2 separate regions of the Rattus norvegicus genome follow, and region 1 is linked to region 2. The links are chromatin contacts, called in public Hi-C maps. All regions are on one chromosome and are shown on one strand. Each heading gives the region's core, a stretch centred on a gene start, on an enhancer-like site or on the middle of the called end of the contact. The rest is flanking DNA. Distances are from core to core; before and after follow the strand shown.

Evidence for each region. A called contact is a pair of places that touch in the nucleus more often than the background predicts.
Region 1: a contact with region 2 is called in a Hi-C map of psoas muscle, with 2.2 times the contacts expected there. The contact joins the promoter of Kcnj12 here to the enhancer-like site in region 2. A contact is called at or near these places in 2 of 12 Hi-C or Micro-C datasets (hepatocytes and psoas muscle).

Annotation. Positions count from the first base shown.
Region 1 is chr10:46,193,372-46,199,624 of GRCr8, reverse strand. It overlaps Kcnj12 (potassium inwardly-rectifying channel, subfamily J, member 12), which reads right to left and starts at 3,515. Exons shown (of 2, transcript NM_053981.2): 1 at 3,240-3,515.
Region 2 is chr10:46,155,504-46,161,976 of GRCr8, reverse strand. No RefSeq gene overlaps it. Among named protein-coding and RNA genes, the nearest start is that of Kcnj12, 37 kb to the left of the region's middle. Within about 2 kb of position 3,321, at least 33 of the 93 cell types and tissues checked have an H3K27ac peak or open chromatin away from gene starts, as enhancers often do.

The sequences.
Region 1 (6,253 bases), core at 2,266-4,765, 37 kb before region 2:
GCCTGTTTAAAGGCTCTCTTTCCCTTCTCCATTCTGGGTATCCCAGAGCTTCCAGGTTTCAGTCCCAGAAACTGAGGCCAGGAGAAGCACCTGTGCGTTTCTTGCTCCACCAACATCCCCCATTTGCCCTCAAACCAAATCTTCCCTACACGGGGACTTTCTGAACAGTCTTTTACTGTTTCTGTATGCTGGACACTCTGGAGCTCACACCCACTACAGCTCTGGCCACATCACAAGACGGCTGCCACTGAAGCCTCAGGGAGCATTTGTGGAACACTACCTCCATGCCAGGTCTTCATCAGGTCCCAAGGAAGCAACTTCCTGGGAGATAGGGAGGTAGGCAGGCAGGCCCTAGGGCTTAGTGGGAACTGCCTGGGGATAGAGACTGCCCTCAGTAAATGTATCTGTGAGTGGCAGAAAGGTGCAGCCTGTCCCTGGGCGGGCCCTAGGCTCTCAGTCAGAAGCACACAGGCTACACAGAAGTTCCAACACCTCCTGGCCTCCATTCCCATCCATATAAAGGAGACAATTCAAGCTTCTGCACTGGCAAGCCATTAACAAATTAAATTAGCTGGCCCAGCTCTGGGCCCTCAACTCCTTCCTGGGGCCAGTTCCTCTGGAAAAGCCCCTTCGTCACCACAGCTCCTCTGAAGCCTGAAGCCCAGTCCCAGACAGCTCCCTCATTCTTGCTTTATCTACTATTTTCCCTGCTGTCTGCCCCTTACCCTCTGCTTCCCAGCAACCCTCCCGAGACATCGGCTCAGCCTCCCCACTCCTGCTGCCCATGAGCTGCCCCTTGTCTGCCTCTTTTCAGTGTCAGTCCCTGGCAAGGCTCCAAAGACAGTCCACACGGGAGGGGTAGCTTTGCCCATGTTTCACTCACAGCAAAGCCCTGGACAAGGCCCAGCCACAAGGCCCAGCCACAAGGCCCAGCTACATCTGTTGCAGGAAGGGTCTTGTCCAGAGTGGGAATCAGGAGCAGGGAGTGTTGAGCAAACCTCACAGTATACTAGCAGACCCCGCCTGGGGGCTGGCAAGGACCACAGGGATTGCTGACAGTGATGACGCAGTCACTTCCACAATAGCTTTGTGCCAAGGCCTTTGGGTGCCATGACTGGTCATATCGACTATGGCCCCAGGCACCGGAGGCCTGGCTGAGCCAGAGGAAACTGTCTGCAGGCTGTACTGGCCCCAGTGTCGCAGAGCCTAGAGTTGCCACTGTGGCCAGGGTTGTCACCATTATTGCTGCCATGTTAGTTCACAGCTAAAAGGCCATTCAGTACTGCCTGGTCCTGCCTAGAGCAGAGCAGAGGGAAACACAGGGGTCCTGGTATGAAAGCTTCTGATTTGGGGAAAGTGGGGAGGCCTTCTGTTTTGACCTAACATGTTGCATGGCTCTGGAAGCACCTGCCGCAGATACCTCTCCCAACACAGCACAGACTCCTAATCCTACCTCCACTAGTCACACATCGACAGAGGACCTTACCTGGAGAACCCAGTGACAGAGTACTCATCCATTACCCCATGGTGCCCACCCAGCCCAGGACAAAAGAGAACAGTTAAGGCTTGAAGTACACAAATGCCAGTCCCGTATCAACACTGCATTTACGCATATAGCAGTAGCTCAATGGAGAAGAAGGTCCTGCTCTGTTGTCTAGCACACCAGAACTACCTACCTTGTCCCTAAGGTTGACTAAGCCTCTCCCTGTTCCCAGCTGAGGCCGGTCTGGTGGGCCACATGCCCACAACTGTACATTTATTCTCACAAGTGGCTCAACCTATCCAGGTCACCTATTATGATAGAGACCCTTGTGTCTCCTGACTAATTGGAGGGACCCCTTGAGCACAGCGGATGATTTCGCTGAGAAGTCTCTTTGGGGTTCCCCTACAGGCCCTGAAGGGGCTCTCCTGGGAATACAGAGGAAGGAATTTTCAAGGAGGAGCCTGGTATTCCAATCTGCCTCCCCTCCCTGCACTTCTCCTGTTCATGGGTAGATTTTGGTGAGGGGTCCCAAATCAGCCACCCGGTGTAGTGCCAGGCTGGAGTCTAGTGAGGTGGGACAGCAGCCAGGGCGGGATTTCGCTTATCTCTCAGAGCGTTTGAAGGCTGGAAGCCTAAGCCTTGTGGGTTCCCACCTTGGAGGAGGAGGCAACTGATCTCAGCGGCAAGTGGGCACCGAGGCCATCCAGAGAGCTGAAGCCTCTAACCAGTGCTCAGGAGGTGGATGCCAAGGCCAGAAAGTCCCTAGATCTTTACTGCCAGCTTCAGGCTTGGGTACAGGTAGTAAGGAAGAAACTAGAAAGGGCCAAAGACAACGTCACACTCTGGGGATGGCCAGAAGGGCCGCCCCAATCCCACTAGGTCTATGCAGTAGGGTGGCAGAACCTCCTAGAACTGGAGGCCTTCACCGAAGTGACACTTTCCTGTGAGCTCTAAGGTATTCACAGGACATGTGCACAAATTAAGGCAGGGGCCGAGTCTACGAGTCTACGGCCTCGGCTCTCCCGCTTTCCCCAAAGGCTCTTCAGAAGCTCTCCGTCCCAGCCGTCTCACGGTTCCTCACAGGACACCAGAATAGACTTGTGCGCCTAGGAGAGACCCTCTGCCCTGAGCCCCTTTGGGTTTCTCAAGACCAAATCTAAGAAGCAAAAGGTGTCCTGGACTTGCAGGCTAGATGGATGGTTAAGAACCACCTCCAGAATATTTTTACTCCATTACAGCACAGGCGGTGGGAAAGAAATGACTCCAAAGATCCCAGGTCTTAGCAGGGAGCATTCTCAGGTCGCTAGCTGAACCTGTGCACTCACTCTGTACCTCATCTTCATCACAGGTCTCTCGGGTAAGGTCACGCCTAGGACCAATGCTGCGCGCAAAAGTGGCTCCGCCCGCTGCCTTACGAGCCCCCTCAATCCAGCCGGCTGAGGGGGATCAAGAGCTCCTCAAAGTTTCCAAGAGCCGCCCCCCGCCCTCGCAACACACACATACACACTGGGAAAGAGGTTAGCCCGGAGCAAACTTCCCTGGTGGCTGTAGCCTGAAATATGGCAGGGGAAGAAAAGCTCTCTGTCAGCATTTCATCTGGTGGTTCACCACGGGAAAGGAGAAAAAGGAACGGAAGGAGCCTTTCTGCCTCACCTTCCCTGTTGCTGCACCACCCCTCGCTCACCCGGGGCGGGAAGCTGTCTGATGGGAACAGGGGCCGGGCGGGTGGGCCGTGCGCCCGCGGCCGCGCTCTTACCTCGGTCAGTGGCCGGGGCGCGGCGCGTCCCGCGTCCTCCAAGCTCCGCGCGGCCGTTCCGGGTCCCGGCCGCCGCTGCGCTGGCTGCATTGCCACCGTTGCCGCCGCCGCCTCAGCGCAGCCCCTGGGAGCGCTCCACGCCGAGGGGCGCGTCGCTCCCGGGCGCTGGGTGCCACCAGCCAGCCATGGGTCGGGGGCGCACGCCCAGACGGCGCCCCCAGCCACTCGGCTCTCGCTCCGGGCTTGCCGCTGGCTTCTGTCGCTCAGTCCCGCGACAAGAACCGCCGACCCACCCCCTCCCCCGCCGCAGTTATCTGATCCCGGGCAGGGCCGGGCGCGCTCCCCAGAGCCGGGTGTGGGTGTCCTGCACCTCCCAGCGGGCTTCGATCGTACAGGGCACCCTCCCCCGGCGACCGTTCCCAGGGAGGCGGTGGCAGCGCAGTCGCGGCGTGGCCCAGGGAAGACAGGGAACGAGGAATGGAGGGCGAGGAGGCGGCGGGAGGCAGAAGCTTCTGCGCGCACCCAGCTCCGCGCCCCGCTGCCACAGTAGCCCAGCTCGGTAACTCCTCCAACTCTCCGCCAAAAGCACGCCCGCCCTGCGCCGCGGCGCCGCTGATCCCGCCCACCACCGCCCTGGCCTGGCCCGGTGGCCCCTCTTGGCCCCAGCTGCCCCCCACACGCACCAGCCACTTGCGCACTGGAGCGCGCGCGCGCGAACACATACGCGCGCACGCGCGTGGCACACACACACACACACACACACACACACACACACACACATCTTCCCGGGGACACGCGCACACACAGGTGCATGGCGAGCATATATATACTCAGACTACAGGCAGACGAGGGAATCTGGACAGGCTGCACACGGCAGGATACCGAGCAAGCTCAGGCAACACCTGCACAAAATGCATGAGATGAGGAGCGCGGTGGCTAAGGTGCACAGGTGCAGTCACAGTCACACAGGCACATACGGGATGGGATCAGTCAACACATCCACACAGGCTTGCTTCTGAGCTCACATATTCATTCCCCTTACACACCAAGCACGGGGTCACAGGCACACTCCACCCTCTTTAATATCATATCGCTTCTTCCCATCTTGTGTTGCATTTAGCTTTTATCTCTTGCTTTTTCTGTGCTCCTCCTTCTGGCTTCTCTGCTGATCTAATTCCATGTGACTCCCCTCCCCTTGCCCACTCTTGTCTGGAAGGCACCCTTGGTACTCTCCTCTCCCAGTCTCCTGGAGCCTATTGTCTGGACCTCGAGTCTCTGCCTCCTGCAGAGCCTAGACCTTTCAGCCTGGCAGCCGATTAGCCTAGCTGGCCTCAGGGAAATCCCATTTTATCATAGGGCTGACCCCCAGCTCAACCCTAACACTGAAGAATCTGGCTGAGAAGGCAGGTCTACAGGCAGAACACAAGCTTCATAAAACTGCCCAGCGCCCTGGTCTCCAGCTCCTCCATAATGTGAAATATAATTAGGCATTTGAATAGCAGAGACACTAGATACAGGCTCCTAGCCAAGAAGCATGGCTTTCTGGCCACCCAGATGCCCAGGCTCTGGAAGCTTCTTCAGAGCACTGCAGAACCCACCAGCCCAACTCCAGGGAGCCAACTCCTCATCCAGGCCCCAGAGTCTCCAAAAAGCTCGCTTGCCTCGGGTTATGCTTATCTGACCTCTACCACCAAGTAACCCTCCGTGCAAGCCACATCAGCACTCAGTCTCTGGATTCCCTGTGGGACATTATGGGGCTCAGTGAGTTATGGGAATGGTGAAGGTTGAATGAGATGAGTATATGTACAGTAGCTGAGTAGCTGGTGGGTCTTGGGTGCTTGAGCGATCTATGCCGTCCTCTGTGCTAAGGACTTAGCTAGAGTTACTCTGCTGCCATTATGATCCTCTGGGAGGTCATATGATCCATGGACCCACTTTACAGATAAAGACATGGAGGTCCATCGAGATAGTTGCTTATCTAGTCGCACGATGGTAGAAGAGGGGGTGTCTCAGAACCAAGTGTGTCCTTCAGTTGGCCATGCCTTCCTGTCTAGTTACTGTTGAAGACCACAATACAGAGAAAATGGGTATCCCCAGGGACTCCATTCCCAGGTCCCCATTCCCCAGGTCTGCCTTGGACAGGCACATGATGTCCTGATTACTATCTTCTGAATGAACAAGGAGGAAAATACCGGGGATACCCCTGGTCCACCCTACCCAGTCCTGGTGTCCGGAGAAGAGAAGCCAAAGGCAGAAGTAAGGGAAAATTTCCCCTGCCTACAAGCTTCTTTATTCTCTCAGGAAGAGCAAATCCAAGTTGCACTTGAGGGGCTACACCAGAAACTCCAAAGAGCTCACAGCATGCTGGTAGACAAGAAAATGGACAGAACACTATAGATCTCCATTGGGTCTAGGATCTTAAACATCTCCAGTAATGAGTTCAAGGGGGTCTTAGGGTGGAGCATACACACACATATGCATACATATACACACATGCACATTTACATATAGGCACATATACACATATGCACATATACACACATGCACATATACATGCGTGTACATATACACACATGCACATATACATACATATACACACATGCACATTTACATATAGGCACATATACACACATGCACATATATACACGTGCACATTTACATATGGGCGAGTATACAGCCCCCCTCAGCTGTTTATCTGGGCAAGGGCCTCAGAGGACTGTATAAAGCTGGGGTGGGGGACTCCCCCCACCCTGTTATCAGCCACACTTCACAGATAGGACAATTGTCTTGTCCAAGGTCATCTAACAAAACCCACCAGAGAAATGGCCCAATCCCCCACAAGCACTGCACTCTAGACTTCCCATCCCGCCCTCCAGCTTACAAGCAGGAACCAACTTCATTTCCTAATCAAAACTCACATCTCTTTCTAGGATATCATGAGTCTTCTACCAGGCTCATCGTCTTGGCCTCCTCATGGAGAGCACACCCATGGTCAAGTTTCAGTGACAGAGGAC
Region 2 (6,473 bases), core at 2,072-4,571:
TCAGCAGGCAGGCATAGACTGGAGCAATAGCTCAGAGCTTACAGTTTGAGACACAAACATCAGGGGAGAGAGAGCTAACTAGAAATGGCTAGTGATTTTGAAACTTCAAAGCCCAGCCCCAGTGACACACCTCTTCCAACAAGGCCACACCCATTACTCCTTCCCAAACAGTTCCACCAACTACCATCTAAGTACTCAAATAGATGAACCTATGGAGGCGATTCTCATTCAAACTGCCACATTCCATTCCTTGGTTCCCATAGGCCTGTAGCCATATCATAATGCAAAACACGCTTAGCGTTACTTCAAAGCTCCCCATAATCTTTCATAGTCTTAACGCTCTTTAACTAAAAATTCAAAGTCTCTTCTGAGATGCCAAGTAATCTCTTGTTTCTTCCCCCCCCACCCCCACCCCCGGAGCTGGGGACGGAACCCAGGACCTTGAGCTCTCTAGGCAAGCGCTCTACCACTGAGCTAAATCCCCAACCCCACCAAGTAATCTCTTAACTGTAAATTCCTACAAAGTCAAAATTAAAAAACAAATCACATACTTCCAACATGCAATGTTACACAATATACACTGCCATTCCAAAAGGGAAAAATGGGCGTATAGTATGAAAATACTGGACCAGAACAAGACCACGACTCAGCAGGGAAAACTCTAAATCCTATAACTCCATGTGTGATGTGAGAAGATTCAAATGGCTCTGTCCTCCACCTTTGCTGATTGCAACACACTTCTTCTCTTTTGGGCTGAATCTATTCCCTGTCTTCGGCTACTGTTTTTTGTTGTTGTTGTTGTTGTTGTTGTTGTTGTTGTTTTGGTTTTCAATTATAAGCCTATGTCAATAAAAAGATTACTAACAACCCTGAGACAGTGCCTATATTAGGCTGTCCTCTAATCTTTTCTGCCAATGAAAGTAATCCAATAGTTTTCACTCTACCCTCAGGCAAATTCTTAGGACACAGGCAAAAGGCAGTTGTGTTAATCACTAAAATATTACAAAGTATCTCTAGCCCGGTTGCTAATATTGTTACCTTCTACATTTTGAACTGGGCCTCCATAGTCCATTTCACTCTCAGCACTATTGTCTTCCAAGCCTTCACTAGGATGGCCTGTTAAACTCTGCTGACAGAGCTCAACAGTTTTCCTAGTCCAAAGTACTGAAAACTTCTACATTCATCCAAAAAGCCAATATGGTCAAGCCTGTCACAGCAATAGCTCACTCCCTGGTACCAGCTTCTGTCTTAGTTACTTTTCTATTATCGTGGTAAGATGCCATGATCAAGGCATCTTCTACAAAGAAGAGTTCATTTAGGGTTTACAGTTTCAGAAGCCTGGAGTCCGCGACCATCATGGCAGGAAGCATGACAAGCAGGTATAGAGACATGGACTGGAGCAGTAACTGAGAGATCACATCTTGAGACCCAAAGCAAGGAAAGCTAACTGGGAATGGGAAAGACTTTAAAACCTCAGAGCCTGTCCACCATGACATGCCTCTTAATCCTTCCCATACTGTTCGACCAGTTGGGGATTAAACATTCAAATGCATGATCCTATGGGGCCATTCTCATTCAATCCACCACAAAGCATAAGCATGAGAATTAAGAGAAAGCAAGGTAACCAGGAGGATACACCTAGGTGTGGAGATGTCTCATATAGAAATATATATAACCTGAGAAGATAAAATTGGAGGCTGCTAGGGTAGCATAAAAGGTTTATATCCTTTTCTATGAATGGATTTTCTGTAAGAGTTCTAGAAAGAAAACATAGTTTGATGGCTCGGAGGGGAGGAAGAACTTGAGACGTTGGTAATCGTGGTAGGATACTTGCTTCCTATTACTGAAAGGCTTTGACTGGATTACAGGGCGAGAAGCTTCTCTTTGTATCATGCATCTGAGATTTTTCCTGTCTTTTTTATTGGTCCGTGAAAAGACATACCTGATAAGTTATTTGCCCACCCGTGAAATGAGCCAATTAGAGTACAAAGATTAAAGTATATAGACAGGTTTTGTGGGAAGTGGCTCTCAGGTGGGTTCACTTGTTCCAAGGACTGCGGCCAGGGAAGTCACCATGAGGAGGGAGAAAGAGAGGAGGAGGGAAGAGAAAGAGAAAAGGAGCACACACAAAGAAAGGGAGAGACTAAAATGTCTGGAATGTATAGGAAAAAGGCTCTGGGGGAAGGGCAGCCCAGCCCCTGGGCTGGAAAGTTTAGGATAGAGGGTGGGATATGCCAGGCAGGAACTGAGGGATGCTGGGAGAACCTGGAGGCCAGGTCTGCTTTGGTATGTAACTCAGCTCTTTGTCCCAGGTCTGAATTGCAACAATACCAGTCAGTCAGCTGAACATTTTTGAGCGCACGTAGCTGTTCAGAAAGCAATAGAGAGGTTGACCACTGACAGAAATCATGGTCCCTGTGGGGGGCGGAGAAGCAAAACCACAGGCCTGCTTCATGTCTGCAGCAGTGGCAAAGGGCTGCTTAGCTACCCAGGCGACATGGCCAGTGGTCTCTTTCCTATTGCTCTGGGGATTCAAAGGTTCAGGGGTAGCGAGGGAAGCCCACTGTCTTGGTTAGTTTTACGTCAAATTGACACAAGCTAGAATCATTTAGGAAGAGGGAACTGTAATTGAAACAAAACAAAACAAAACAAAAAAAACCTCTACGATTGGCCTGGGGGCAAACCTGGGGAGTACTTTTTATTTGACTACTTTTATTTATGTGGGAGGGCCCAGGCCACTGTGGGCTGTACCAGCCTTGGACAGGAAGTCATGAGCTGTGTAAGAAAAAGCTTGAGTAAGCCATGAAGAGCAATCCAGTAAGAAGCATCCCTCCATAACCTCTGCTTCTGTTCCTGCCTCCAGGTTCCTGCCTTCAGTTCCTGTCCTGACTTCCCTCAATGATGGAGTGTGACCCTAGAGTTCTAAGATGAGATGACAACTTGCCTTCCCAAGTTGCTTTTGGTCATGGTGTTTTAACACAACAATAGAAACTTAACTCAAGAGCCTTAAGAGATGTGGGAACTTAGGAGAGAAACTGTCAGCAGAGCAGACAATGGAGGCCTAACTTGTGATATTTCAGAGGGAAGCGAAGACTGTATCAGTACCACTTACGTAATATTTGAACCATCAAGGCAAAACCTTTGTTTTTCTGGGACAATTGATTCTGTTCAGTTGGATCTATGATCTGTGATTAATAAGAGGTCAGCATCAAGGCAAGATTTTTCTGGGAACTATTTCCTCAGGATCAGCACACAGAAGCCATGGTCCAGAGAGGGCCAAGGCTATATATACCACATGCTAGCAGCCAAACTTGGTCATGCGTAACAGCCTCCCAGGCAGTACTGGTTTTGGAGGCATGAAGAGGTCATGGAGTGCTGCTGAGGCTTGGTGCCAGGAGAAACTAGGAGATGCCATGATGGGAGTTAGAAACTTCAGGACTGAGGGGGGTCACAGAGAAAGGTTGAAGCTTGGTACAATATGACAGTCAGTGTCCCTGAAGAGAGCCCAGGAGAGGCTCTGTGAAGGTACAGCCCAGTTGCAGCAGAGGCCCCAGCATTTCAGAGATGCCAGCACCATGGGATGACAGCCAAGCACAGCAGTGGCTGTGGAATGGAGCCAGCCCGATCCTGAGACAGGCTGTGTTGTGCTGGGTATGGCAGAGCTGGGGGAATGGGGCTGTCTACAGCCTTTGGAACCCTGAGGATCCTGCGTGGGTTCCAGAATCTGATCCTGAGCTTTACACTGGTGAACTTTGGTTTTGCTCTGACTAAATTATAACTGCCCCCTGGTTCTTCCCTCCTGGGGTAAAAAGGATATGATTTATTTTAATTCTTACAAAAACCCAAAGTTGAGAGACTTTGAACTTTTAAAGAAATTCAGCGGTTTCAGAGAGACATTGGAATTTTAGAAAGACTTAGAATGTTTTTGTTGTTGTTTTGGTTTGGGTTTTTTTGTTTGTTTGTTTTGTTTTGTTTTGTGGGTTTTTTGTTGTTGTTTTATTTTGTTTTGTTTTTGGCTTTTTGGGTTTTTTGGTATTGTTGTTGTTTGGGCTTTTTTGTTGTTGTGTTGTTTTGGTTTTTTGAGACAAGATTTCTCTATATAGCCCTGGCTGTCCTGGAACTCTCTATAGACCAGGCTGGCCTTGAACTCAGAGATTCACATGCTTCTGTCTCCCTAGCGCTGGGATTAAAAGCGTGAGCCACCACCAACAGCTGACTTTGGACGTTTTGTTTTGTTTTGTTTCGTTTTTTTCGGAGCTGGAGACTGAACCCAGGGCCTTGTGCTTGCTAGGCAAGCGCTGTACCACTGAGCTAAATCCCCAACCCTGACTTTGGATGTTTTAAAGAGACTGAATTTTTTTAAATATTTGAATTCTTTTAAGGCTGAAGGACTTTTGCAATGTTTTATATTGTGTTAGTGATATTAATATAAGATCTCTGGGACAAATAAGAAAGGGAAGTTTATGGTTTAATAGTGATGTGTTTATATGTCAAGTTCACACAAGGTAGAATCATTTGGAAAGAGGGAACTGCAATTGAGAATATTCCCCTAGACTTACCTCCAGACAAGCCTGTATGGCATTTTCTTGATAATAACTACTGTGGTAGAGCCCAGACCACTCTGGGTGGTGCCAGTCCTAGACAAGTAGCCCTAAGTTGTATAAGAAAGCAGGCTGAGCAAGTCATTGGGAGCAAGCCAGTAAGCAGCATCCCTCCATGGCATCAGCTTCACTCCTGTGTCCAGGTTCCCACCTTGAGTTCCTGCCCTGGCTTTCATCAGGAATGAAGTGTGGCCTGAGAGTTGTAAGATGTGGAAAAAAGACACTCACCTAAATATCTACTGGAGAAACTGACAGGGAGATGTGATAGCACTGTGATCGGGGGGAGGGGAGCATCCAGGAGTTGGTAGGTGAGGAGAAAGTCTTACATGCTAGACATACCCCACTAAAGGATAGATAGATAGATAGATAGATAGATAGATAGATAGATAGATAGATAGATAGATAAGCATATAGATAGATGTAAACATATATGGATAAATATAGATAGATGACTATTGTAATACATAGGCATATATAGGTATACATAGGCATATATAAGGGTATATAGGCATATATAGTTATATATATTGGCATATATAATCAGAAAAGTCTACCTAGGATTCTTTCCTTCCCAGATCTCCTAGCAAAACTAGTTTCCAGAAAAAATTAGCTGTGTATCACCTGTGGCTTGACATTCCTGGGTAGGAGGTGGGTGGGTGTCCCCATGGAAGATACACAGCTTCAGTAAAAGCTTCAGATCTGGGGTTCAGTTTCTACTCGATTGTGACCAACTAGGCCAGGGCCATTCCCTATGTCTTGCCTTTGCCATTGTATCTTGTCCCTGTGGGCTCAAGGCCTTGGCTGGAACTCTAGGGAATACCGGGGGCTAATGGATGGGGAAAAGTATACAATGGATGCAGCCCTGGGGTAGATACACCCAGGGCCAGGGAGCTCAGTGGAGCTTTCGGGCTCAACAGGACCAGAGGAGGAAATAGGGGGCAGTGGGGGCCTCTGAGGATTGTTGTGAGGCTTCAACCAGAAAGAAAACGGGCCCTCATAGCATCAGAACCGTGAGCCACAACTGGATTTGAACGTCTCTGTTTAGGAGAATTGAAGTAAGTATTCAGAGAAAAATGTGGGCCCCAGTTTTTTGGCAACAGTGCCATGCACAGCAGCCAGAAGGCAAAAGCAAGCTCCGCCTATCCATGGTGAGGCACGAAGAGAATAGCATGTCTGTCTGCAGGACAGAATCATTCAGCCTTGGAAAGGAGTGAGCAGTGTGCTCACCACAAAAAACGACAAGTGTATGTGGTCACGCTGTGTCACTCAGCTGGAAGCAGCCATTGCACAAGGCATACATATTTCAAAACAGCACACTAAAGCCGGGTGTGGCGGCACATGCCCACACTCCAGGAGGTAGAGGCAGGAGGGAAGTGAGTTCCAGGTCAAACTCTGCTATACAAGTCTGAGACTAGCCTGGGCTACGCGAGACCCTGTCTCAAAACAGAGACCAACGACACCAAAATTAATCAATTTCTTCAAAAGTAACAAAGGCTAAAAACAGATTAGGCAGAGCACCAAGTGACAAGGGAGAGGCCCTGAGTTCCATCTCCAGTCCTGTCAGGACAAAGGAGGGGAAGGACAAGGAAGGGGAAGATGACCCACCAGGACCATGACAGCGACAGCCGTCTGATAGTGAGGCAATCCAACCCCCACTACACACCCACTCACTTTCACACGCTCATTCACTCTCACACACACCCTCACATGGAGGAAGAACCTCCAGGGTGGGGGTGGGGGCAGCATGCCATGTGCTGGGGGCGGTTTCAGCCTTGCCAGCCACACTTTATAAATTTTGCATCATCTTGGCTATGAATAGCTCCTTCTGCAGCAAGGCAGACAGATCAAAGGGAGGAGAAGGGCCCGAGGAAT